Linked DNA regions of Mus musculus: all the other regions are linked to region 1. A link is a contact called in public HiChIP or PLAC-seq, Micro-C and promoter capture Hi-C data. All regions are on one chromosome and are shown on one strand. Each heading gives the region's core, a stretch centred on a gene start, on an enhancer-like site or on the middle of the called end of the contact. The rest is flanking DNA. Distances are from core to core; before and after follow the strand shown.

Region 1 (3,163 bases), core at 187-2,686:
CAACATCCACCCACAAGACTTGGCTTTGCTTTCTGAAGTTCTCTAGAATAAGTGTGTGACGACTGTAAAACATTTTGAAAATGTCAATTAACAATCTTCCCATTTTTCATGTCCTATAGCCCCATTCCCCAATGTGTCAGCTGAATTCCGTTCTTCCCAGAACTTTAACAATTCTCTGTCACTCAGGGCTCAGGGTTCTGGTGTCACCATTCTGTCTAACCTACTTTAGACGGGTCTCTCTCTCTCTCTCTCTCTCTCTCTCTCTCTCTCTCTCTCTCTCTCTCTCTTTCTCTGTGTGTGTGTGTCTCATACACACACACTCACACACACAGAGTCATGGCTGAAATGTGTTTCTGTGAGTGATTATTAAAGATGTTTGGAAGCCACTGCCTGTACCCTAGCCACATCAGGCTAGCAACTTGTCCCTAAACTCACCTTGGCTTGTAACTAATCCCACTGTTCCCTCAGTTAGGCAGTCTCTCTGGCTCCTGCCTACAGAAGTCTCCTCACTCCCTGCTCCCCCCCCTTTTTTTTAGCTAAGGTGTTGATTATTTTCCTTCATCCGTGACCCTAAAAATGACAGCCCTATAGTTTCTTTATGTCACTGTGATCAGCTGGCCTTTACTGACAGTCCTAATGTACTTACAGGACAGACCTACAGTGAGCCTGGTTGATACTCAATGTAACTCCTCCTGAGGTATCTTCCCACACTCTCCCTCCTCATTTCTCCCTCACAGACAAGTCCAACAACTATGTTATCTGCCTCCTTGGGTTAATGATACCATATAGTGGCAATTGTAAACGCCAAACTATCCTGAAATAGCTTTTTCCAGTAGCATATTAGGGAAAAAAAAGATGCCTTCTCTATTTAATAATGTGACCCACTCTATTATTTTTTGATGGAACAATGACAACTAAAAATGATAATTTGGAAAAGAAGTTTTCAGTATCCATCCTTATTTGCAAAAACAATGTTTCCCCTTCCCCCCAAAATTACCCACCAAAACCCAGCAATTCTGTGTTCACCTTTCAAAAGAAAACGAATTAGTGGACACTACCAAATCCAACGAAACGAATTCCATATCCACTCCTAACCCTGCACTGTGTATCCATCCATCCATTTATCTATTTGTCGAATCTGAGACAGGTCTGTGTCGGTATCCCAGACTAGTTTGAACTCAATATGCTCCTTCTGCCTCAGGCTCCTGCGCGCCTGATGGCTGGACGATCCTTGACACCTCGTTTTGGGGTGAGTTTATGGAAGTTCAGGTGAGCTGATTGAAAGGGACGTTCCTTTTAATCTGAGGACCTCTATTTGCTAGACTCCTCCGGCTCAGATGCCAGGGCTCCTTGAGCGTCCCTGGAGGCCGGACAGAGTCTCCCTTTAAGGAGGGCGTGACGCAGAGGCTCGCACCGCCCAGTGCAGGGCGTCTCTGGGGAAGAGAGCGGAAGCGCGCCCGCCAGCTGCCGAGACTGCGCGTGCGTGGGCTGGCCTCCGCGGGGTCACGTGTGCTGGGGTCCCGTCAAGGCAGACGCCGGCTCAGGTAACACGTATTCCGAACGGGTGGGGCGGGGCGGCGGGTGCGGGCCGGCGCGGCAGGGGTGCGCAGACGGAGCTGCGCCCCAGTGGCTCCCGCAGACCCTGTGGCCACCGCGGGCTGGCTCAGGAGTCTGACTTCGCACTAGGTTAGCAGTTTCCACCCGGGTCCGGCCGCCTGCGGGGATACCGGACTGGCGCGCTCACGCCCGGACTGCGGCCGGGAGGTGGGTGCTGTCCCTCCCACGCCCGCCGCACGGCGTGGAGGTTCTCACCCGGTCCGACTGACGTGCAGCCCGTGCTGCCGCTTCCTCCTCGCCTCCTGCCAGGTGTGCCCCAATCCGAGGGCCGCAAGGTGGGGGGCACCCCTGTGCCTTGGCTTGTTGTCTAGGTGTGGCACTCGGGGGACAGAGGCACGCGGCAATCCAGAGTTTGGGTGTACTAAGTGGACATGTTTCAATGGAAGGATTGTACTGGCTTATCCGGAGTAGCTGCTGGAGCCTTCTCATAAGTAGGCGGGGCTCTATTTGCCAGAATGCTTGTTACTGTACTGCCCACTCTACTGGACACCCCACCCCCTAACCCCCCCCAAAAAGCCCAAGTAACGTAAGCACAGATGTTGGCTAGTGCCGCTAACTCTGTTCCAGGTGTCTCTGTTTGGGAGAAAATTGCACATCGTTGTGTGTGGGTTTATGTTACACTTCTGTGTTTGAAGTGCTTCCAATATAGATTGAGGATGGGGGAACCCACATGTGTTTAAGTCATGGGTTTGCTCACGTTGACATCTAAGCAGAAAAGTATTGACTCCTCTAGCACTAGCTGACCTGGTCTGTAGAATACACAATAAAGATAAATGGAGCAGTTTTGTTTGAACTGTTGAGCCTTGTATGCGGGAAGTGACTGAGTTATGTGAGAAAATTCTTTACAGACCTCTAACAGAATAAGGTGCTGATTTTTTTTTCTTTATATGTTTCTTTTGTAATTGGACTGTTGGCAGTCGTTGAGTGCATTCTGTCTTCCAGAATTTGGGGGTTTCTTAGTGACTCTTAGTGTTATCCCCACTAGTCCATAAACATTTTAGCCATTGGGATAGGAGAAGTAAGGCCCTAGAGCTGGAGTTACGAGCTGTTGTGAGCTACCCCGTGTTGGTGCTGGGAACCAAACTCTGGCCCTATATAAGAGCAGTATACCTTTTTAATCGCTGAGCCATCTCTCCCACCCCTCTATTTTGAGACAGGACCTATTGCTCAAGGCACAGCCTGCTGATTCAGCTAGATGAGCTAATAAGCCTTCGGGGCCATGTCTCCATCTCTCCCTCCTTTCCAGGTTTACAGGCTCTTACCACCATGCTCAGCTTTGTAAGTGTAGGCTTTGGGGTATCAAACTCAGGTTCTCATATTTGTGCCTCAAACACTTTACTGACTAAGCCTTGAGAGGCACACATGTGGCAGTAAGAGCACAACTTTGTGAAGTCCTCTTCTTTTTGTCCCTAGGGCCAGGAGTCTGCTTATCTCCACCTCCCTAGTGCTGGGATTACAAAAGTGGGCCGCAATTGGCCTGGCTTTTTTTGTGTGTTCTGGGGACTTAATGACAGATGCCATCAAATCACTATACTTTTGTGCTTGC
Region 2 (3,109 bases), core at 214-2,713, 740 kb after region 1:
CGGGGCCGGGGGTCCCAGGCCCCCGGGAGCGTGGCCCGCCGCGTGCGTGTGCGGGATGCGAGCTGGGAGCGCGCGCGCGGGCGAGTGTCGCGCTCCGACTCCCGTCCGGGCTCCAGCGCGCTCGCGGGCCCCCCGGTCGCCTCTTTCCCGGTTCTCAGCCCGGGCCCCCACCGAGTTGAGACAGGGTACCTCGTAAAAAGGTGCTCCTGGCCGAGCAGGAGGCGGGGAGACGGGAGGCGGAAAGCCCCCAGCCCCGAGTTCTTCTCAATAAAATCGGACAAAAAATTCAGGGAAAAATAGGAGCGCTTCCGAGACCAGAGAGAGGGAACTGAGCTTCGGGAAAGGACCGAGGGAGATGTGCGGTCCGACAAGGGCCAGGTGGGGAAAAACCCCAAGACCTCGAAGGGTTCAGTAGGTGAAGTCGAGGAGATGCCGAAAGTGGGGGGCCAGAAGACAAGAGGGGGTCTCAAAAGGAGAGTGCGGCTTGGGAGACGACAGAGGGCGAGAGGTCTTTGGCACGAGGCATGGGAAGAAGGAAGGTCTGGCTAGGAGGAGAGATGCTGGATTTGGGGGGGTCCCTGGCAAAGGGGGTACTAGAAGGGTCTAGAAAAAGAAAAACGGGGGACTCTGCAAAGGTGGGGGCGGGGGAAGCTCTGGAGAGCAGCTGGGCACTCCAGGGGCGCTCCTAGGGAGCCAGCGAGCCTGGGGACCCTCGGAGGGGCACAGGGTCGCCTCGACTCTGAGGCCCAAGGGTCTGTGTTAGCCCCCGCGGTGGGGGCAGGGCAGCCGGCCATCCCGGAGCCAGCCCGCCGCGAGAGTCGCGGGGCTGGTGCGTGAAAGTGAGCGTGAGGGCTCGGGAGTCGCGGCGGGCGCGGCCCATGGGGCTCGGCCTCCCCGCTGCCGCCGTCCCGAGCCGGCGAGGCGCGGCGTGGGCTGCGCCGAGTGCTCACCCGAGAGGGTCTCGATGGCGCGGATGGCCCAGTTCTGGTCGGGGTAGTCCACGAAGGCGTAGCCGGACTTGAGTAGGACCTGTCCCGCCAGGGGCAGCTTCCTGTCCCCGAAGAGCTGCCGGAGGTCGTCGGCGGTGACGGCGGGGCTCAGGTTCCCAATGTACAGCTTGTTCATCATCCGCGTCTTCCCGAGAGCCCGCGGCTCCCCCGGCCCGGCACCCGGCGCTCCCGCCGCCTCCGCTGCCCTCCTCTCTCCTCCTGCGCCCGCCCCCGCCCCCACCCTCGCCCTCAGCCTGGCTCCCCCCACCGCGGCCGGCCCGGCCCGCCCGGGGGCAGAGGCGGAGGCGGGGACTCGGCGCGGCTGCCTCCTCCGGGCAGAGTCCCGAGCGGGCGTGCGGACAAAGCGCTTGCTCTGCCTCCCGGTGCCGGGGCGGCGGCGGCGGGCGGACGCACCCCGCGCGCCTGAGAGTTGGAGCGGCGTGTGCACCGCCGAGAGTGCGCGCCCTGCCCGTCCCGCGCCGCGCGCTCCGAGGGCTCGGCGCTCCCAGGCTGCGCGCCCGGCGGGCGGAAGCGGCGGCGGCCCCAACGGGGCCGGGAGCGGCGGAGCCAGGCGGCGCGCGGGAGGTGAGGGGCGCGGACGTGGGCGGGGTGTGTGCAAGGTGGACGCGACGTGGGCGCGGGGCCAGAGTGAGGTGCACCTTGAGGAGAGCTCTGCACGCTAGGGCTGACAACTTTCCTCGCGCGTCCCGAGCCACGCACCGATCTAGAGACTCGCTGCGAGCCAAGCTCTTGGAAGAAGGGGGCGCATGTGGTCAAAGGACGGAGGAACACACGGGTCCCCTCCCCCAGACCGTGTATTCTAGTAAAGTTACCGTGGCGCCGAGCCTCGGTTTCCCCAACCAAGAAAGGAGAGCCAGACCCGAGGCCAGGTGATGGCCGAGGTGACGATGCACAGGCTGAGGGGCGGGTTTCAGTCCCAGGCTTGGTAGGCGTTCCCTGAACTCTGGAAGGAACTGGAGAGGGAAGGAACTGGAGAAGAAAGTTGTCCTTCCACGCGGAGGACGGAAGAGGCAGGGTCCTAGTCCCTCTCCCGGGAAGGAGCCAGACAGATTGCCAAGCGGCAATCTAAGTCACATGGCTCCGTGGGAATCGTAGAAATAAAGGGCTCCAGAAAAGAACGGAGGGATTTTGAGGTGAGATGGCTTTGGACTTCTGTGTGATCCGGGAAGTGTTCCTTGGTTTTTTAGAAGGCTTACGTGTTGGGAGGTATGTCTGGGTGGAGAAGTCACCATGGGCCATAGGGTCTGTCTCCTCTATACTCAGATCCAGCAGTATGCCCCAAAGTGTGCCAACATCCCTGAGCCTAACTTTTATCCCTAGAGAAAATAAAACAACCACCCCTTGTGAGGGTGACATAAAAGGCTAGCTGAGTAATGTGTGACACACTGCACTCTGCTTCCATTTCTTTACCCAGGGAAACTTAAAAGCTGGGTGGACAGGACAGGGGGAGCGGTCCTTAATTACTTGTCTTGATAAGGAAGTGATGGATGATTCTTTCTCATCTAGATATTTACTGACATCTCAATTCTAGCTTTCATCAACTATCCACACATTTTCCTCTCTGGACTTTACTGCTTCTAGAACTGGGAATAGGGCTTTGATAGTGTTGCCCAGACTGACAGATAAACCAGGGATAGATGCTTCCTGAGTAAAATGTGGAAGAAGCTCGCCAGTGAAAACAACTTGTGAGTGCTGCACAACTCACGGCAGACTGGAAGCCGCCTTCAGATTATTTACACGGAGGCTGCTAATTAGGCCGTCATCTTTGTAAGGCTATGTTTGCCCATTCACAGTAAGTCATAGTTACAGGCTACAGAAGACAAGGAATTACCACGGGTTGGTGTTCTCCCTGGCTGAAAGGTTAGGGAGCCTTTTTGGTTGTTGCATTACATTTTCAAACATGTCAAGTGTTTGTGGCCAAACCATGGCTACCCTGAAGAGCAGCACATGCAGTAGACCGATTCTTTCTTAGCATAGGTTTCCGGGGGTGAGGGGAGCCCTCTTTTACACTGCCTCTGAGATTACTTGCAGACATCTTTCTGGGAGGTAGCTGCTTTTTGCTGTCTTTAGTGTGTTCTATCTTGTTGACATTGTAAATG
Region 3 (3,258 bases), core at 258-2,757, 520 kb after region 1:
AGGCACTGCAAAAGAGCAGGAACACATAGGCCTGGTGCTCTTTCCGGTACTCTCGAAGAACTTCAGAGAGCTCCCGCAGCTCTGCCAGATCGGAGGGGAACCACAGCGACCTAGAGTTTGGGAAATCAGGTGGAGGCGTGGGTTCCAGAGAAAGTTCGAAGTGTGTCTTCCTTGCAGAGTTAAGTTTGTAAACAGGTCATCTGGCCACCAGACATTGAAAGAACTCAAGATGACAGCTGACCCAAGATAAAACAACAGAGGCAGACAGGAGAGCCCTGGAGTGGGAACAAGTGCCCTGGGCTGGCACCCTCACTCTACAGTGTTCCTGTTGTGTGACCTTGGAGTGACCACGGGTCTTGTTTTCCTTGCCTAAAAAGGGTCTGGTGCTGGATAACCACTACACACCCTCTTCACTTATTTAGGGGTTTTAAGATGGAACCCCACAGCCTCCACCATGCTGAGAGCATCGGCTCCAGCACTGACTTGCATCCTCGGTCTCTTTTTATCTTGTCCGAAGACACAAGTATATTCATCTCCAGGCAACTGCATATCATCATGAATTGCCGTCCTTTCTAGGAGACCCTCTCCCAAGCAAACACACAACTATTTAGACAGCATGTTACCCAGATGTACTAGGCAAAAAACAACAATTTCATCACTTTAAAAGAATCCCCGTGGACACATACCTCCCATCATAATAAATACAGCTTTCTTGATAACATGGCTGGAGGCCAACCCTTTCCGAGAGCCTCCCTCTTCACCCTGCGCTAGGCCTGGTACACCGTGGATCCCGTCCAAAGGTCACAGAACAAAGACTACCCTGCCTCTGCCATCTCAACAGTTCTTTGCTCCAGCAGAGATAAACTATGAGCAAGCCCCTCCTAGTTCTCATGAGTACCTCTGACATCCACAAGAGAGTTTTTTCAGCTCCACAAAAAGACAATGGTAACTGAAAACAACTCGAATGCAGTTAACGCCTCTTGGTAATGCGGCAACGTGCCAGACACACTCTATGCACTTTCAAAGTAATAAGCAGCAGTCGGAAACCCGACCGACAAGCCTTCTGCCTCGCCCAGCTGTCATGGGAAGCAGAGACAGGCAGGAAGAGGGCAAACTGGATCATAGCCTCGTCACTCCAAGTCCGGGCTGCACCTCTGAAGACTGGCTGCTGTGGTAATTGGGTTGAGGAAGGAGAGCCACGGTAGCCGAGATGGCTGGGGCTGGAAGGCGACCGCGTGTGCAGAGAAGTGCAAGGGCCCCCGAGGCATCACTGCCAACCCTCCGACCTCCTCCCAGGCCACCGCCCGGTGTCCTCCCTCTCACCGGCCTTCGGGCTCCCCGGCCGCCGCCAGCCTCGGCCCCAAGGGCAGCCGCGTGGAGAGCAGGTATAATGCGAAGGTGCAGCCTCCGAATACGAGGAGCAAGCCGAGCAGCGCGCGCATGCCGCGGCCTGGCCGGAGAGCGCGCTCCCCCCGTGGCAACGCAGAGCCCTCCCCGTGCGCCGACTGGGCGGGCGGAGCGCGTTCTTGGACGGGCAGGGCGTGGCCCTCGCAAAGCTCCGCCCTCGGCCCGCCGCAGGCCCCGCCCCCGCCAGGGACTGATCGCTCTAGTCTAAAGTGCTCCTGCTGGCTCTACACTGAACACCTCCAACGCCTTCCCTGTGACAGAGCTGGGAGATCTGGGGCTGAGTTGTGAGCCTGCCACAACCTAGCTTGCAGCATGGCGGTCAGTCTTGTCCACAGTCTGTCCCACAAAGCAAATGAAGCCAACAAATGTGAGACTGACACCGATGGTTGTGGAAAGAAGGTAATGACCACCACAGAAATAAACAGACATGCCTTCTATTCAGTACCTGAAGTGTGCTCATTATCCCCAGTACTCATAAACACATTTCAGTGTGCCTCAACGGATGAAAACGCTTACTGCCATAACTCTTGTGTAGGAGCTAGCGTGCACACACTAGCTGTAACACACATCTGAGTCTTAGAAAGAGTCTGTGGTGCTAGACATGGTGTTCATGTGACTGACCCCAGCACTTGAAGAGAAGGAAGGCCCAGGGTTCAGTCATCTTTAAATACTAAGCAAAAATTCAGAAAGGGGCAGGGTAGCCGGGTAGTGAGAATGACATCTCTCAAAAAGAAAACCCAGATTCAAAACTCCAAAACTAGTGTGGTCCTTGCACTGTGTGGAGTCTGAAAGAGGTGAGCACTGCGTTTACTCTCTGGATGAGCAAGCAGAGGGGCAAGTGAGATGGCCCTAAGTAAGGCAACCTTCAGGGAAGCCGAAGGTTTGGGAGAAATGAATGGCTATTGTCCACTTGGAGAGTGCTAGAAGATAGTTTGGGCAAGGGACCCCAGGAAACTGTGGGGAGATGAGCCTGGCAGCATTCAGTAAGAACCATTCTGCTAGGCAGACATCGTGTTGTGTGTTTGCAGTCCCAGCACATGGAACCCTGAGGCAGAATGGAGACTGAAGACAGCCTGGGGTTACAGTGACAAACTGTCTTCAAAAAACAGGGAGGAGGAGAAAAGGAGGGACAGTGTCCGTTCTCCTTTGAGAATGTCAGAGCAAGTGGTTAGAGTAGGCTCCAAGTTAACAGTAAATACCTCAGGTTGCGGGGAGGGAGGGACGGAAAGGACCACGGCAGTGGGAACAGGGCAAAAGGGACAGGCTGCACAGTGGGGATGAGAAGTGACAGCACATAGGACCGACCCATTGGGTGAGTTCTTCAGAGTCAAAAGGCATGAAGCACTTCAGAGCACTTCTTTGGTTCAAACAGGGAGCATGCATCAAAGACCTAGCAAGTTGACATCCAAGAACTGAACCCACAAATATGCTTGGCCTTGTTTTGATATCAAGGGACTGGGAGCAACCCAAATGTCGATCATCTCAGGACTCGGAGGTTAAGGGGCAGTTTTACATATTCTGAGCTGGTATCGTGTCGTGGTTTGAGTAGAAGGGCCCCCATAGATAGGAACTAAGATTCAGTTATGGCACGGAGAGCAGGGAGACTAAGAGTCAAACAAGTTTCAAAATTAAGAATGTACTGTGAGAGCCGGGAAGAAGGGGTGGGGTGGCGGATAGTGCACGCCTTCAATCTCAACACTCAGGAGGCAGAGGCAGGCAGATCTCTGATTTCAATGCCAGACTAATCTACAGAGTGAGTTCCAGGACAGTCAGGGCCACAAGAGAAATCCTGTCTCAAAAAAACAAAACAAAACAGAACAGAACTGAACTGAACAAGCAGAATGTACTATG
Region 4 (2,899 bases), core at 52-2,551, 630 kb before region 1:
ACTCATACCTGGCCAACTAAAATCGTAACACTCAGAAATAAATGCTATTAAGGTATTAAGGTCTTGCTATAACTATCTAGACGTTCCAATGTGGTTACAGGTTGCCATTTCTCCTCTTCCTTCTTCTCCTCCTCGTTCTTCTCCTCCTTCTTCTTCCTCCTCTTTTTCTGTCACAAGTAATACTTTATTCACAGTAAGATTAGCCAAAATGGGGAAAACCTTGGAGGGGAGGAGGGATTACCAGAACGTTAGAGGCCTTGGGCTTCTGAGTCTGAGTTTGGGGCAGGGGCTGAGGTCAGCCCTATGCTGTCCCTGCCCCGCTGGAGATTGGTGCTAATGCTTTGAATCTGCTATCCAGACACTGAAGGTCCTTGTCCCCAGTTGGTTTTTGATCTATCAATAAAGATGCCAGTGGCCAATGGTTGGGCATGGGGTGAACACTTATAGTGGCGTGGGTAAAGCACAGAGAGAATCTCGAGGACTGGGGAAGAGGAAGGAGATTCAGTTGCAGCAGGAGATAAAACCAAACAGCACGTGAGTTTTCAGGTAAGTGGCCACTTACCCAATTGGGCCTGAGGTAGCAGGGGAAGGTTTAGGAGTACCCAGCCTTTGCATTAGCCAAGGCATTTTAAAATTAGCTGGTGTGTGTGTGTGTGTGTGTGTGTGTGTGTGTGTGTGTGTGTGTGTGTATCCATCCGCACGCGCGTGTGTTTTCCATCCGAGTATGTTGCAAGAAATTTTAAAACACGACCAACAAGCTTCTTGCACTACTGCTGGGCACTGGCAATTCTCTGCCCTGTGGGGCTGGCCAGCCATGCACTGGTGGGCAGTGGCCGACCTGTTATTGTATCATGGGGACTCTGACTCAGAATTCCACAATCTCTCCACCCAGCTCGCTAGGTTCCCACTGGCAGGTCACTACCACGCCAACCCCATGCTTCAAAGCCCCCACGACCTTTGTGGTGCACATCAGATGAACGCACAATTTGTCGCTGTACCTTTCTCTCTGGAACCCAGTTGAATCACTGCGAGATGAAAAAACACCACACAAATTTAGCTCAGAAACAATGGTAACTCAATCTCTGGGCACAATAACTAAAACCTTATCTTGTAAACTGTGTTAAATCTGATTCTTCTGGTGGTGAATCCCGACGGACCTGCCATGACACCAGGAAACTCTAGCAGCTACATCTTGCCCTTCCCCATTCCAAAAAACGCCCCTCTAACCCTCTCCTCCGTCTTCTCTTTCTCAACCCAACCCGGAAGTTCCACCTACTTGCCCATGGATTGGCTCCTTTATTCATTAGGGAATTGGTTCACAAGAAGTCACCCGAGTACTTGACTCATTCCTTGTCAGCAGCCCCTCCCAGGAGAGCAGAATTAGCATCAAAATACAAACAGCACCAGGTTCATGCACAACACTGGGATCCAAGAGAGCCTGGGTGGGTGGCTGGTAACATGCCCAGCCCAGGAACATAAGGTGGGGTAGCCAAAAACTACACACAATACTGCTCCGAACAGGACTGAGGCAAAAGTTACTTGGGAATTGCCCATACTGCTTTCTAAGTCCCACACACTTCTGTCTTATGACACTGTCAAAGTTCGTGTGGTACCCAGGATGTCAGTTACAGAATTTCTGCCCTCATGATACAGATACACTCGGACCTGGGCAAAGTCATAATCCTTAGCATTCTTTGGCCTGGTTAGTGTGGGGGGTCCCTCTAATCACAGGAGTCCTTGTGTTCATCCATGGACTTGAAGGGAGCTCTCATTTCCCTGGGGTTATTCGTGGAAGAATAAATCTGGCACTTTTTTTTTTTTTTTTTTTAGACAGGTCTCACTTTGCATCCCTTGCTGTCCTGGAACTGACTCTGCAGACCAGTCTGGCCTCAAACGTGTGTTGATCCTCTTGTCAATGGCTTAGAAAGTTGAGATTATAGATTTGTACCACCACATCCAACTCTGGATCCTGGTATGTTTGTGTGTATGTGCATGCTCATGCCTATGTGTGTGTGTGCATGTACACATATGTGCAAGTGAATGCTCTTACGTGTATGTGTGTGTACATGTGGCGACCAGAGGCTGGTGCTACCTTTTTTCTATAGCTCTCCACCTTATCTTTGAGACAGAATCTTTCTTATCAAACCTGGCTGCTCTGGCTAATTTTACGTCAAGTTTACACAAGCTGGAGTCACCAGAGAGGATGGAGCCTCAGTTGAGAAAATGCCTCCATACGTTTGGGCCATAGACAACCCTGTAGGATATTTTCTTAATTAGTGATTGATGTGAGAGAGCCAAGAGCATTGTGGGTGAGGACAACCTGGGCTTGTGGTTCTGTGTTCTATAAGGAAGCAGTCTGAGTGAGCCATGGGGAACAAGCCAGGAAGCAGCACCCTGCATAGCCTCTGCACCAGCTCCTGTCTCCAGGTTCCTGCCCTGCTTGTGTCCCTGTCCTGACTCTTTTTCAATGAACAGTGCTGTGGAATGGTAAGTGCTGGTTACAGGCACGTGTCACTGTATCCCAGCTTTCACATGGGTGCTGTGGATCTGAACTTGGGTCCTTGTGTTTGTGAAGTGAGCAGTTACCAACTGAACTATCTCCAAACTTTATATATATATATATATATATTTTTTTTTTAAATTAGGTATTTTCCTCATTTACATTTCCAATGCTATCCCAAGAGTCCCCCATACCCTCCCCCCCATTCCCCTACCCACCCACTCTCACTTTTTGGCCCTGGCGTTCCCCTGTACTGGGGCATATAAAGTTTGCATGTCCAATGGGCCTCTCTTTCCAGTGATGGCCGACTAGGCCATCTTCTGATACATATGCAGCTAGAGTCAAGAGCTCTGGGGTACTGGTTAGTTCATATTGTTGTCCCACCTATAGGGTTACAGA
Region 5 (3,029 bases), core at 11-2,510, 590 kb before region 1:
TTGGGGGCCCTGTGGTCCATTCAATAGCTGACTGTGAGCATCCACTTCTGTGTTTGCTAGGCCCCGGCATAGTCTCACAAGAGGAGAACTTTCAAACTTAGATTTGCATTCAGCTTGGTCTCTGGTGGTCCAGCAACTTCCTTATTATGAACCAACTCGGTGTGAGGACGAAACCATAAACACACCTGCAAGTATGTAAGTACGTTAAAATGTGTGTGTCTGTGTGTTCCTTCTTCCTTGAGGAAGGGCTCAAACTATATCCTGGCTTCACAGATGTAGCTCCTACCAGAAGTGGGGCAACTGGGGTGACTGAGGGGGAGATTTGGCAGATGAGTACTGTTATCCTGCTTGCTTTATTTTGTTGTTTTGAGGTGGGGTGTCACTCTGTAACTCTGTAGCTGGGCACTCTGTTACTTGGAGGCTCTGGAGTGACTGAGAGAGGTCAGCCCATGGTGTAGCATTACTTCCTCAATTGTCTGGGGGATGGAATGTGACTACAACTCCCTTTGTATCGGAAGGGTGTGGGAAGGCCAACAGATCCCCTGTGAGGGATGTGGAAAAGATGGGGGTGACTGTAACCTGATTGTTTGTCAGAGGAGGGGTGCATCCAGCCTGTACCTTTGCCTTTCAGGCCTGGCTTAGAAAAGGACTCTGTCAAGCAAGAACACTTTGATTACAAAGAAAGAATCCTGTGTGTGGAGCCTTTACTTAGTAATGTATGGTAAATATCTTTTCTTTCCTCATTAGGCATTCCACACCGAGGTGTTTGTGAGCACTCTGCAGGGCTAGGCTTATTAACCAACCTATGTTGGGAATGCTTGGCACGCCCAGCTCCTTTGCAGCTGGCAAGTGCTAGGTTCCTTCTTGTACGGACCAACTTCATGAATGAACTCCCCCATCCTTATGTGGTCTATGCCATACTGCTTGACACAGTGTAAGTCACTTTCAAGCTTACAGACGTGACAAAGAAACACACCAGGAAGCAGTAGCGCAAAGATGAAGCCAAGGCAGGGCTGGAATGCTCCCCACCCCCTCTTTCCTTGCAGCTGTGGGCTTGACTGGGCTGAGCACTGTCCTTAGAGTATTTGGCTTGGATGTCAGAGAGGGTGTGTCAGCTAACCAGGCAGCTCCAAGTCACATCCTGCCAAGGTGTTACCAGATGCTAAAACTTCCTGTCTCTCCCCCAACACAAGCTCTCAGTCCTCTAGACCCTGATAAGTGGCTGGGGCAGAGATGGAAAGTACCCTACAGTGATCTGGGTTTCCTCGTCATCATTGAGTGTGCCCTCCCCTCCCCTTGTCTCCCTCCCCCATGTCTGGGGCCAGAGGTGCCAGACAGACTCAACTATTTGGGCAACACTTGCCTTACCTCTTTGAGATCTTAGAAATTAAATTTTCTTCTCCTTAAGATGGAAAATATTACACGTATATATGAGAAAGGAAAAGTGCCAACGTGTTTAAGCATGACACAGCCTTACTACACATTTCCTACCAAGTACCAATATGGGTTATAAATGGGAAAATCTAAATTGGGAAGCCAACTTGTCCTGTGATTTTCTTTAAAATGAGAACAACAATAGCAGCCAAAATATCTGTCTTAAGAATGTTGTGGTATGGGTGTGATGGCTCAGTGCATAAAGGCCTTGGCCTCAAAGCCTCATGACGTAGCTCAGTGGGAGAAAAGAACCAACAGATTGGTTCTCTGACCTTCCTGACCATGCACCATGGTGCACAGCACCTTTATTCCATAAACATAAAATAAATAAATAAATAAAAAGATCCCCCCAGGGCACTCTGAGGCTATGAATAAGTATGCAGAAAAAAGATGGAAATGTTTTGTGAGGAAGATGCCCCTGAAGAAAGCTGTGCTGGAAATCTCATCTTGGACTGCTGGACTCTTTGCTCCCGAAACTGAAGGAAGGTAGCCTGCTGGATCAACTGCTGTGGTTGTGTGGGAAGTGGGACAGTGGGAGGAAGCTGCCCAGGTGGGGCTGCTGTCACCTTGTTGTGGCCAGCCTTATGTGCTTCCAGAGAATTTTCAAGGTCTGCAAAGCATGAACAATTCTGGACAGATGTGGGACCTGCAATTAAAGAGAACTAGCAGGGGTTCCCCCCCCCCCTTTTCCCTGTGTATGTAGGATTACTGGACCCCCTTTTTTTCTGTGTATATGCAGGCATGGTGGGACCCCTCTTCTTTCTTTGTGTATGTAGGCATGGCAGGACACTGTGTGTACTCAGGCATATTGGGACCCCTTTCTCTGTGTGTATGCAGGCATGGTGGGGCCCCCTTTCTCTCTCTGTGCATGCAGGCATGGTGGATCTCCCCTCTTCTCTCTGTATGGAAGCATGGCACACACATGGATGCCAGCAGACCGATGTGAATGTCAGAGGGCAACTTTAAATCCCTTCTCTCTTTCCACTTCAGGTCAGGGAATGAGTTCATGCCTCAGACTTGTATGGTAAGCACTTCACCGATGAGCCTCTTCACCCACCCCTCCCTTTCTCTTATCAAAAACACTGCTGCTAGGACGGGTGGGATGGCGCAGCAGGCAAAAGCACTTGCCACCAAGCCTGATGACCTGAGTTTCATCCCTGTAGTCACATGGTGAACGTCTGAGAAATGTTGTTTTCTATTAGAGGTAGGTAGCCCATCAAAGACCAATATCCAAAATTTCCCCCACTTTCAACCTCCTCAACCTGGCAAAACTGTGTATCCCAAGGACCCCTCTGGCATATTATAGGGACATGATGGCATGAAACACACACTTTCTCTCCATCCCTTCACTACCTTTGTGCTGATTACTTCAAAACTTCAAATCCAGAAAGACTACGAGATCAGCCAATGGGGGGAAAAGGCGTAATTACAATCTGCATTAGAAAAAGAGAAAAACAAAACCATCAAATTATTTTCCTGGCACCCCAACCCCACCTCACACTGTCCTGATTTGAATTCTGTCAAGTTCTTTTTTTCAAAAAGAAATTGTCTTGCCAAGCTAATTTGCTCTGTTTCTGTTTTTGTGTACACCAAGA
Region 6 (3,250 bases), core at 71-2,570, 590 kb after region 1:
GTTTCTCTGTGTAGCCCTGACTGTCCTGGAACTCAGTCTGTAGACCAGGCTGGCCCTTGAACTCAGAAATCTGCCTGCCTCTGCCTCCCAAGTGCTGGGATTAAAGTCATGTGCCACCACCGCCCGGCTTTGAGACTGTTTTTAATACTTCAAGGGACTGCACTCCCAGACATTATGCTTAAGTCCATAGGAGATATTATTTAGACATTTATTTCTAATGGTTTTCCTTTAATCCCAGCACTCGGGAGGCAGAGGCAGGCAGATTTCTGAGTTCGAGGCCAGCCTGGTCTACAAAGTGAGTTCCAGGACAGTCAGGGCTATACAGAGAAACTCTGTCTCAAAAAACAACAACAACAACAACAACAAAACAACAAAAAGGAAGAAAGAAAGAAGAGAAGAGAAGAGAAGAGAAGAGAAGAGAAGAGAAGAGAAGAGAAGAAAAGAAAAGTGTATACATTCCCAGAGAGGATAATGAGAATTGATTGCTACCTGACAGCTGAGGGGAAGAGACAAGCTGATTAGAAAAGGCCACAGGAATCATTCAGTCCCTGTTTCTCGGAAGCTTTTCCTAAGAAGTCGTGTCCGTCTGCCCTACTCACTCCCCAGCATCTGGTTTAACTTTCTCTAGTTCCATTGCGCATTACAATCATTTATCACATAAGCAGGTGACCTTGTATTCTAATTTATAAGTATCTATGAAAATGTCTCTCCCAGTAAACTTGCACGTATGCGTGCGGAATGAGCCCTAATAGTTAGACTGGCTCAAATGCTAGTGGTTAGCTCCATTTTCTTAGGCACATGGTTTAATTGCTATATACCTTTGGTTTTTATGACATTCCTAAAATTCCCCACTGTGTCCGGTTGCTGTAAACATGACGGCAATCCGGGTAAAGTATTAGACCAATGTATATACAAAATAAAGCGCAAACCCTTACATACTCATTAACTAACCTGACCTATTTTCCACCCTGCGCATTCTTTTACAGAACCCTCCACTGTCGGGTTGCTTGGGTAGCTCTCCCGGCCCAGCATCGATACACGTGGTTTGGGTCTGTGGGCCTTGTCCCGAGATCGACTCCTGACTGGCTCTGCCAAAGAGAAAGCCCCGCCCTTCGGTCTGCCAGTCAGACCCGCGCAAGAGCCCGCTCTCCCCGTCCCGCTTCCTGTTGCTAGGCTTACAAGGAGCAGGCCCAGACTGCGCATGCTCAGACTCCGGAGGCCGCTTTCCCGTTGGGCGGAAGAAGGTGACGTCAACGGCTTCTAGAGAGTCCTCCCCTAGCCCGGGGAACGTTAAATCTGTGGGCCCTCTGATGGCGTCACAAGTCCGCGCCTGATCCTGGCTACGGCTGAAGCGGCGAAGGCGGCAGCGGCAGCGGCAGCGGCAGCGGCGACGGCGGCGGCGGCGGCGGCGGCGGCGGCGACAGCTCTGGGGTTCGCGTCTCGGGGTGTGTCGGCCGCCGCTGCTGCTCAGGCCTGGAATGTACAGATGGCTGGCTAAGGTTCTCGGCACCATTCTTCGCTTGTGTGAGCGGCCCGCGCCCGGGGCCCGCGCCCTACTCAAGAGGCGGCGCTCCAGCAGGTAAGGTGGCCGCGCGCCGGTCGGGTCCCCTCCCCCGCGCTGGCGTTGGGCGCCGCGGGCCTGTGGGAACCGGCGACTACGGGACCGCGGAGGCCTGGGGAGAGTCCGTCCCTCTAGCTGCGAGCGGAAGGGGAACGGGAGGCCGGCGATGTGCTGCTCGCCGGATACGGCTCCTGTCGCCCGGTGTCGTCGCGGGCGGACAGCGCAGGAGCGAGTCACTAGGTTAGGAGTTTGCCCGTAGTCGTTTGACTGCGAGTGCTGTTGTCTTCGCACCGAGGAACAGCAGTTGTCTTGTTCGACAGCAACTGTCGGGGTGTGTGTGTTGGGCTGCAGGGGAAGGGAATGGTCCTGTTCTTTAACATCCTTGTAAGAGGCAGAAAGTATTTACGTACCGCACTCTTGTAAGATTCGGTTAAAATTAGAAGGAAATGACAAATATTAGTACTTAGCATCTACTCCTTTATTTACTTTACAGTGTCTTCCCTTTTAAGGGTTTATCTAGAAAACAAAATATTCTACAACTTCTATACTCCCCCCTGTCTCCCACTCTTACATTCTCCCTCCCTTTCCTTCCTCTGCTATGTCTACTTCACTTATTATTATGATGATGGTGATTATTTTTGTTTCCAGGTCAAGAGAAGTGGACAAAAGATTGGATTAGGGGAAGTAGATCAAAATGATTCATAGATGACTCCAGGAATGTAGGTCATTGGTGAAACTGGTTGTTCGCTAAACTGTAGCATGTAGTCCCATGGCTTCTACAGTTCCATGGGGTTCAGATAAGAATCGGTTAAGATGTTATAAAGTTCTCAAACTGATGCTTATGTAAGAATAGTTTATTCTCCCCCAACTGGATCTGGTGCACAATGAAACTGCATATTTATCGAACAGGGACTGGTGATCGCCTCACATTTTCATTCATAGTCCCTCGGAGTCAGCAGTATGCCGACCCAAACCTGAGTGTGGATGTGTCCTGGCCAGCCTTGACTTCTAGCTGCTTTCTGTTCTTTACTACATTCGGGGGCTCGTGGGTTATTTTGTTTTGTTTTGTTCTTTTGTTTTTTGAGACAGGGTTTCTCTGTGCAGCCCTGGCTGTCCTGGAACTCACTCTGTAGACCAGGCTGGCCTCGAACTCAGAAATCGGCCTGCCTCTGCCTCCCGAGTGCTGGGATTAAAGGTGTGTGCCACCATGCCCGGCTCGGGGGCTGGTGTCTTAAAAGATACTTTTTTCTAGGAACTAGAGCTGTGCCTTAGGGGCGGTGTGCTTGTCTGTCGTGCCTGTCCTGTCTTCAATCCCCAGCCCAGGGTATAGGGGTCGGGAGACATTTAAGCAACACCATTGCCAACTCCCAACTACTACCTTATCTCTTAAGGCTGCTTATATTGTTGCTTGAAATTAAAAAAAAAAAAAAAGTCTGTCTTTAGGGCCAGTGTCCCAAAACCAAATGATGTGTTGGTTTAATTTGGCCAGATTATACATCATAATGTAGTAGGGAGTGTTGAGTCTTTCCTACGGTCTAGAAATAGGACTCTGCTTTGCACCTTGCATCTCATTTTACGACTACATGGGGCACAAGAGAAGGAAGGTTGTGTGGTACGGAGCTTTTGTTTTGGTGTTAGGTAAAGAGACCACGGTCTTTTATATGCTAAACACATGCCCTACAACTGAGT
Region 7 (2,854 bases), core at 244-2,743, 710 kb before region 1:
CCGGGATTAACCCAGCGCCCTGAGGGTGCGGGGGCCGGGCGGGGGCGGGTCTGCTGGCACGTGGAAGGGACGGGCTCTCCCGCGGCTGCAGCGTTGTGCGGGAGGGGCTGGAGATGTGGGGACTCTTGAACTGGGGTAGGGGGCTACTGACAAAAGCTAATTCGGGCTCTCTAAGCCAGACCGGACAGGGGCAGCCTCTGCTTCACACTTTCAGGCGGCTCAGACGCATCTGGGAGGATGCCCGAGAGCCGGCTCCCTCCTTGCCTCCCTTTCTCCTTCCTTTCCTCCGGGTTCCCCCGGGAAGGTGCACCTGGAATGGCTAGGCCTGGAAAGAGGGGCGGAGGTGGAGGTGGGAGGGGACGGGAAGGGGTGAGGCCCGAGGGAAGGGAGCTATTGGTGCGGGGGAGGCCGCTCCTGGGAGGCGGGTGTGTGTGTGTGTGTGGGGGGGGGGGGGAGCAGAGGTCGCTCCTCCCAGGCACCGCTTAAGGGGGAATTTGAGTAGCTGCTGACGCCCTGAGGAAACGGCCTACTGAGGCTCCACATTGTCTTTCGGGGTCCTGGGAAGGACAAGAAGAAGGTGTCGAGGGCACAAAGAGGATGGGCAGCGTTAGGTTGGAGCCACTGGAGAGGACAGTGTCCAGAAATCTGTGGAGAAAGAATAGTACCAGGATGAAGACTCATTCAAGAAACAAGAGGGTGCCCAGCACAGGGGCTGTAATGAGAGGAGGTAGCACCTAGAAAGAAGGTATTGCGAGCTGTCGCCTCCCAGTGAAAGGCGCACTTCAGTGTCCAGAAGAGGGTGGTATAGTGGGGTGACAGGCAGTACCAAGTTCAGTTGGCAGTGTTCTAGGGGATCAGTGTGAGGCTAGTGCCAAGCAGGGCCAAGGGAAGACGGGAGTGGCGAGGAGGTGAAGCCCCAGGGGAGGGCACAATGCGGGCTTTCCTTTCCCCGAGAGTGACATCATGGCAAATTCCCAAACCGGACGCACCCGGCTCCGGTGATGTCTAGCTGGTCCGAGCCAGCTCGCACCAGCTTTGGGGATCTTGGTGACAGTCTGAGGGGCTGGGCACCGGGTCCTGGAGGGCTGGTGCTCTGCGGGCGGGGTTCTGCTCCACCTGCCTGCAGCGCGGACTGTGCCCTCGGCCGGCACGCGGACTTCAGGGAAGGGCTAGGGCCGGGCTTCTCTGGGCCAAGGATCAAGGTTCCTGGCTGGGTTAGGCCCCCAAGCTTTCCACGCTTTGGGATCCACAGTCTGAAGAGGGCGCCGTCGAGCCGGGCGCAGCGCGGTACCCCGTCGGAGGTGGGACTTAATCTGTCCCCGCCTTGGACGGAGTCACCGAGTTTTGAGACTCGCCCACAAGGCCCGAGCACCTCGGAGGTGGCCCTTCCCGGCGGAAGTGAAGAAGCCCCGAGAAGGAGGCAGCGGAAGTGGCTGCGTGACTGCAGCCCGTGCGCACGCGCCCTCGGCCTCGTTGCCGCTTTTGGGGCGGTACTCTGCCCTGTCTTACTTTTCTCCACGTGAGGGGGTGCGCGAATCCCCAGTGGTGGCCGCGCGCTCACATCCTCTGCAGCTTTCGTGCCCTTCGCGATGGCGGGCATCCTGTTCGAGGATATTTTCGATGTGAAAGACATCGACCCAGAAGGCAAGAAATTTGACCGAGGTAAGCGGTGTCGGGGCGGTAGGAGGGAAGTGGCCAACATGCCCACCCACCCCAAGTGGCTGGCCCGCCCCACCCTCTCGGTACCTCCCTCAGGAAACAGTTTTTTTTTTTTTTTCGTGAATGAGAAACTTGAGACAGCTTTTTCTATTATATTTGCGGTGCCTGGTGCCCGGTGGGTGGCCCTTAGCTGGGTGCTGGCATACCCCTGGGAACCTTTCTAACTCCCTACACAGTTATTATGTGCTCTACCGTGCTCTGAACTTTATTCTTGGAAAAAGTAGATGGTGCCTTATCTCTTTTGTTACCCCAGGTCTTGCAGCGAGTTACCTACCTGCCTTCCTAACCAATAATTTTGTATTAGCCTAAGAACAAGTTAGCTCTTTCCGAAGCTCTCTGAATTTCATTCAGTTGACCGCTTGGTGTATTTATTTTCCCAACGATCCGGAAGTTGTTTCTTCTTGGTGTCGCTTAGCCTGGAGGCAAATGTCTTAAGACAGATGTCAGTTTTGAATACATCCCTCAGATTCCCTCAGCAGTGTCTCCTGCTAGAAAGAGGAAGTCTCAGGACCAGTGAGACTCTAGTCTAAATCATCCAGGCGTTTTTAGTTAGAGCCTGGAGACTGGCCACTGCTGGAGGAGCTTTGCCGCTTGCTTGGGACCCTGTCACTTGCTGAGGTTACTGCCTTCTTCCCTCTTGTGAATCTGATTCTGATTGCAGTTGTGGGAGGCTGGTGGGTGTGTGCATGTTAGATGATTTGATCTCTTGCATTTGACCCCAAGCTGGCATCGATAGACTTTGTAATCATGTCTGTCATGCACTCTTCCCCAGTATCCCGGCTGCACTGTGAGAGTGAATCTTTCAAGATGGACCTCATCTTAGATGTAAACATTCAGATTTACCCTGTGGACTTAGGTAAGTATTGAATACGGGCAATGGCAAGAGGATTTTGGTCTTAGGTGTCTACTTCTTTACCCTGATGTTGCTGCTCTATTCAGGTGACAAGTTCCGGTTGGTTATAGCTAGTACTTTGTATGAAGATGGTACCTTGGATGATGGTGAATACAACCCCACAGATGACAGGCCTTCCAGGTGAGGTAGCAGTAAACAAGTGACTAAGATAAGAATATAGTGCAGAGAAAGTATAATATGTAGATTATGGATATACATATGTATAACTATATGTTATAGAAA

The links. Promoter capture Hi-C pulls out the DNA fragments that hold promoters and counts their contacts. Hi-C and Micro-C count contacts between places; a contact is called where the count stands out from the background. HiChIP or PLAC-seq counts read pairs in DNA pulled down with a chosen protein or histone mark.
Region 2: a contact with region 1 is called in a Micro-C map of embryonic stem cells, with 4 times the contacts expected there. The contact joins the promoter of Igf2bp2 here to the promoter of Vps8 in region 1. A contact is called at or near these places in 1 of 484 Hi-C or Micro-C datasets (embryonic stem cells) and 1 of 115 datasets of contacts at active chromatin or transcription factors (pancreatic cancer cells).
Region 3: an H3K27ac HiChIP or PLAC-seq map of microglia shows a contact between it and region 1, with 7 times the contacts expected there. The contact joins the promoter of Tmem41a here to the promoter of Vps8 in region 1. A contact is called at or near these places in 1 of 39 promoter capture datasets (pre-B cells), 2 of 115 datasets of contacts at active chromatin or transcription factors (microglia and pancreatic cancer cells) and 1 of 9 other capture datasets (liver).
Region 4: a contact with region 1 is called in a promoter capture Hi-C map of embryonic stem cells, with 3 times the contacts expected there. The contact joins the enhancer-like site here to the promoter of Vps8 in region 1. A contact is called at or near these places in 7 of 39 promoter capture datasets (the 3T3-L1 cell line, 3T3-L1-derived adipocytes, cranial neural crest and 3 more), 2 of 484 Hi-C or Micro-C datasets (the C2C12 cell line and the G1E-ER4 cell line), 4 of 115 datasets of contacts at active chromatin or transcription factors (embryonic stem cells, pancreatic cancer cells and stem cell-derived neural progenitor cells) and 1 of 9 other capture datasets (adipose tissue).
Region 5: a promoter capture Hi-C map of embryonic stem cells shows a contact between it and region 1, with 2.9 times the contacts expected there. The contact joins the enhancer-like site here to the promoter of Vps8 in region 1. A contact is called at or near these places in 8 of 39 promoter capture datasets (the 3T3-L1 cell line, 3T3-L1-derived adipocytes, the C10 cell line and 4 more) and 1 of 484 Hi-C or Micro-C datasets (cortical neurons).
Region 6: a promoter capture Hi-C map of pre-B cells shows a contact between it and region 1. The contact joins the promoter of Senp2 here to the promoter of Vps8 in region 1. A contact is called at or near these places in 5 of 39 promoter capture datasets (the C10 cell line, the HPC-7 cell line, liver and 1 more), 1 of 15 datasets of contacts at CTCF or cohesin (large pre-B cells), 4 of 484 Hi-C or Micro-C datasets (CD4 T cells, Sertoli cells, embryonic stem cells and 1 more), 3 of 115 datasets of contacts at active chromatin or transcription factors (the SCID.adh cell line, memory CD8 T cells and pancreatic cancer cells) and 2 of 9 other capture datasets (adipose tissue and pancreatic islet).
Region 7: a contact with region 1 is called in an H3K27ac HiChIP or PLAC-seq map of extraembryonic endoderm stem cells. The contact joins the promoter of Polr2h here to the promoter of Vps8 in region 1. A contact is called at or near these places in 17 of 39 promoter capture datasets (the 3T3-L1 cell line, 3T3-L1-derived adipocytes, the C10 cell line and 10 more), 1 of 15 datasets of contacts at CTCF or cohesin (embryonic stem cells), 5 of 484 Hi-C or Micro-C datasets (CD4 T cells, the N1E-115 cell line, embryonic stem cells and 2 more), 18 of 115 datasets of contacts at active chromatin or transcription factors (the SCID.adh cell line, SST interneurons, astrocytes and 11 more) and 3 of 9 other capture datasets (adipose tissue, embryonic stem cells and liver).

Annotation. Positions count from the first base shown.
Region 1 is chr16:21,421,682-21,424,844 of GRCm38.p6, forward strand. Vps8 (VPS8 CORVET complex subunit) reads left to right here and starts at 1,437. Exons shown (of 47, transcript NM_001285893.1): 1 at 1,437-1,544.
Region 2 is chr16:22,161,836-22,164,944 of GRCm38.p6, forward strand. It overlaps Igf2bp2 (insulin-like growth factor 2 mRNA binding protein 2), which reads right to left and starts at 1,464. Exons shown (of 16, transcript NM_183029.2): 1 at 951-1,464. The coding sequence starts at 1,128.
Region 3 is chr16:21,946,045-21,949,302 of GRCm38.p6, forward strand. Tmem41a (transmembrane protein 41a) reads right to left here and starts at 1,508. Exons shown (of 5, transcript NM_025693.4): 1 at 1,324-1,508; 2 at 1-110. The coding sequence starts at 1,442.
Region 4 is chr16:20,790,695-20,793,593 of GRCm38.p6, forward strand. No RefSeq gene overlaps it. Among named protein-coding and RNA genes, the nearest start is that of Gm22741, 47 kb to the left of the region's middle. Within about 2 kb of position 1,302, at least 9 of the 459 cell types and tissues checked have an H3K27ac peak or open chromatin away from gene starts, as enhancers often do. A contact at or near this core is called in embryonic stem cells, where this site is marked.
Region 5 is chr16:20,829,036-20,832,064 of GRCm38.p6, forward strand. No RefSeq gene overlaps it. Among named protein-coding and RNA genes, the nearest start is that of Gm22741, 85 kb to the left of the region's middle. Within about 2 kb of position 1,261, at least 49 of the 459 cell types and tissues checked have an H3K27ac peak or open chromatin away from gene starts, as enhancers often do. A contact at or near this core is called in embryonic stem cells, where this site is marked.
Region 6 is chr16:22,008,164-22,011,413 of GRCm38.p6, forward strand. Senp2 (SUMO/sentrin specific peptidase 2) reads left to right here and starts at 1,321. Exons shown (of 17, transcript NM_029457.3): 1 at 1,321-1,579. The coding sequence starts at 1,479.
Region 7 is chr16:20,716,333-20,719,186 of GRCm38.p6, forward strand. It overlaps Polr2h (polymerase (RNA) II (DNA directed) polypeptide H), which reads left to right and starts at 1,494. Exons shown (of 5, transcript NM_145632.2): 1 at 1,494-1,662; 2 at 2,492-2,575; 3 at 2,659-2,752. The coding sequence starts at 1,590. Clcn2 (chloride channel, voltage-sensitive 2) reads right to left here and starts at 304. Exons shown (of 24, transcript NM_009900.2): 1 at 1-304.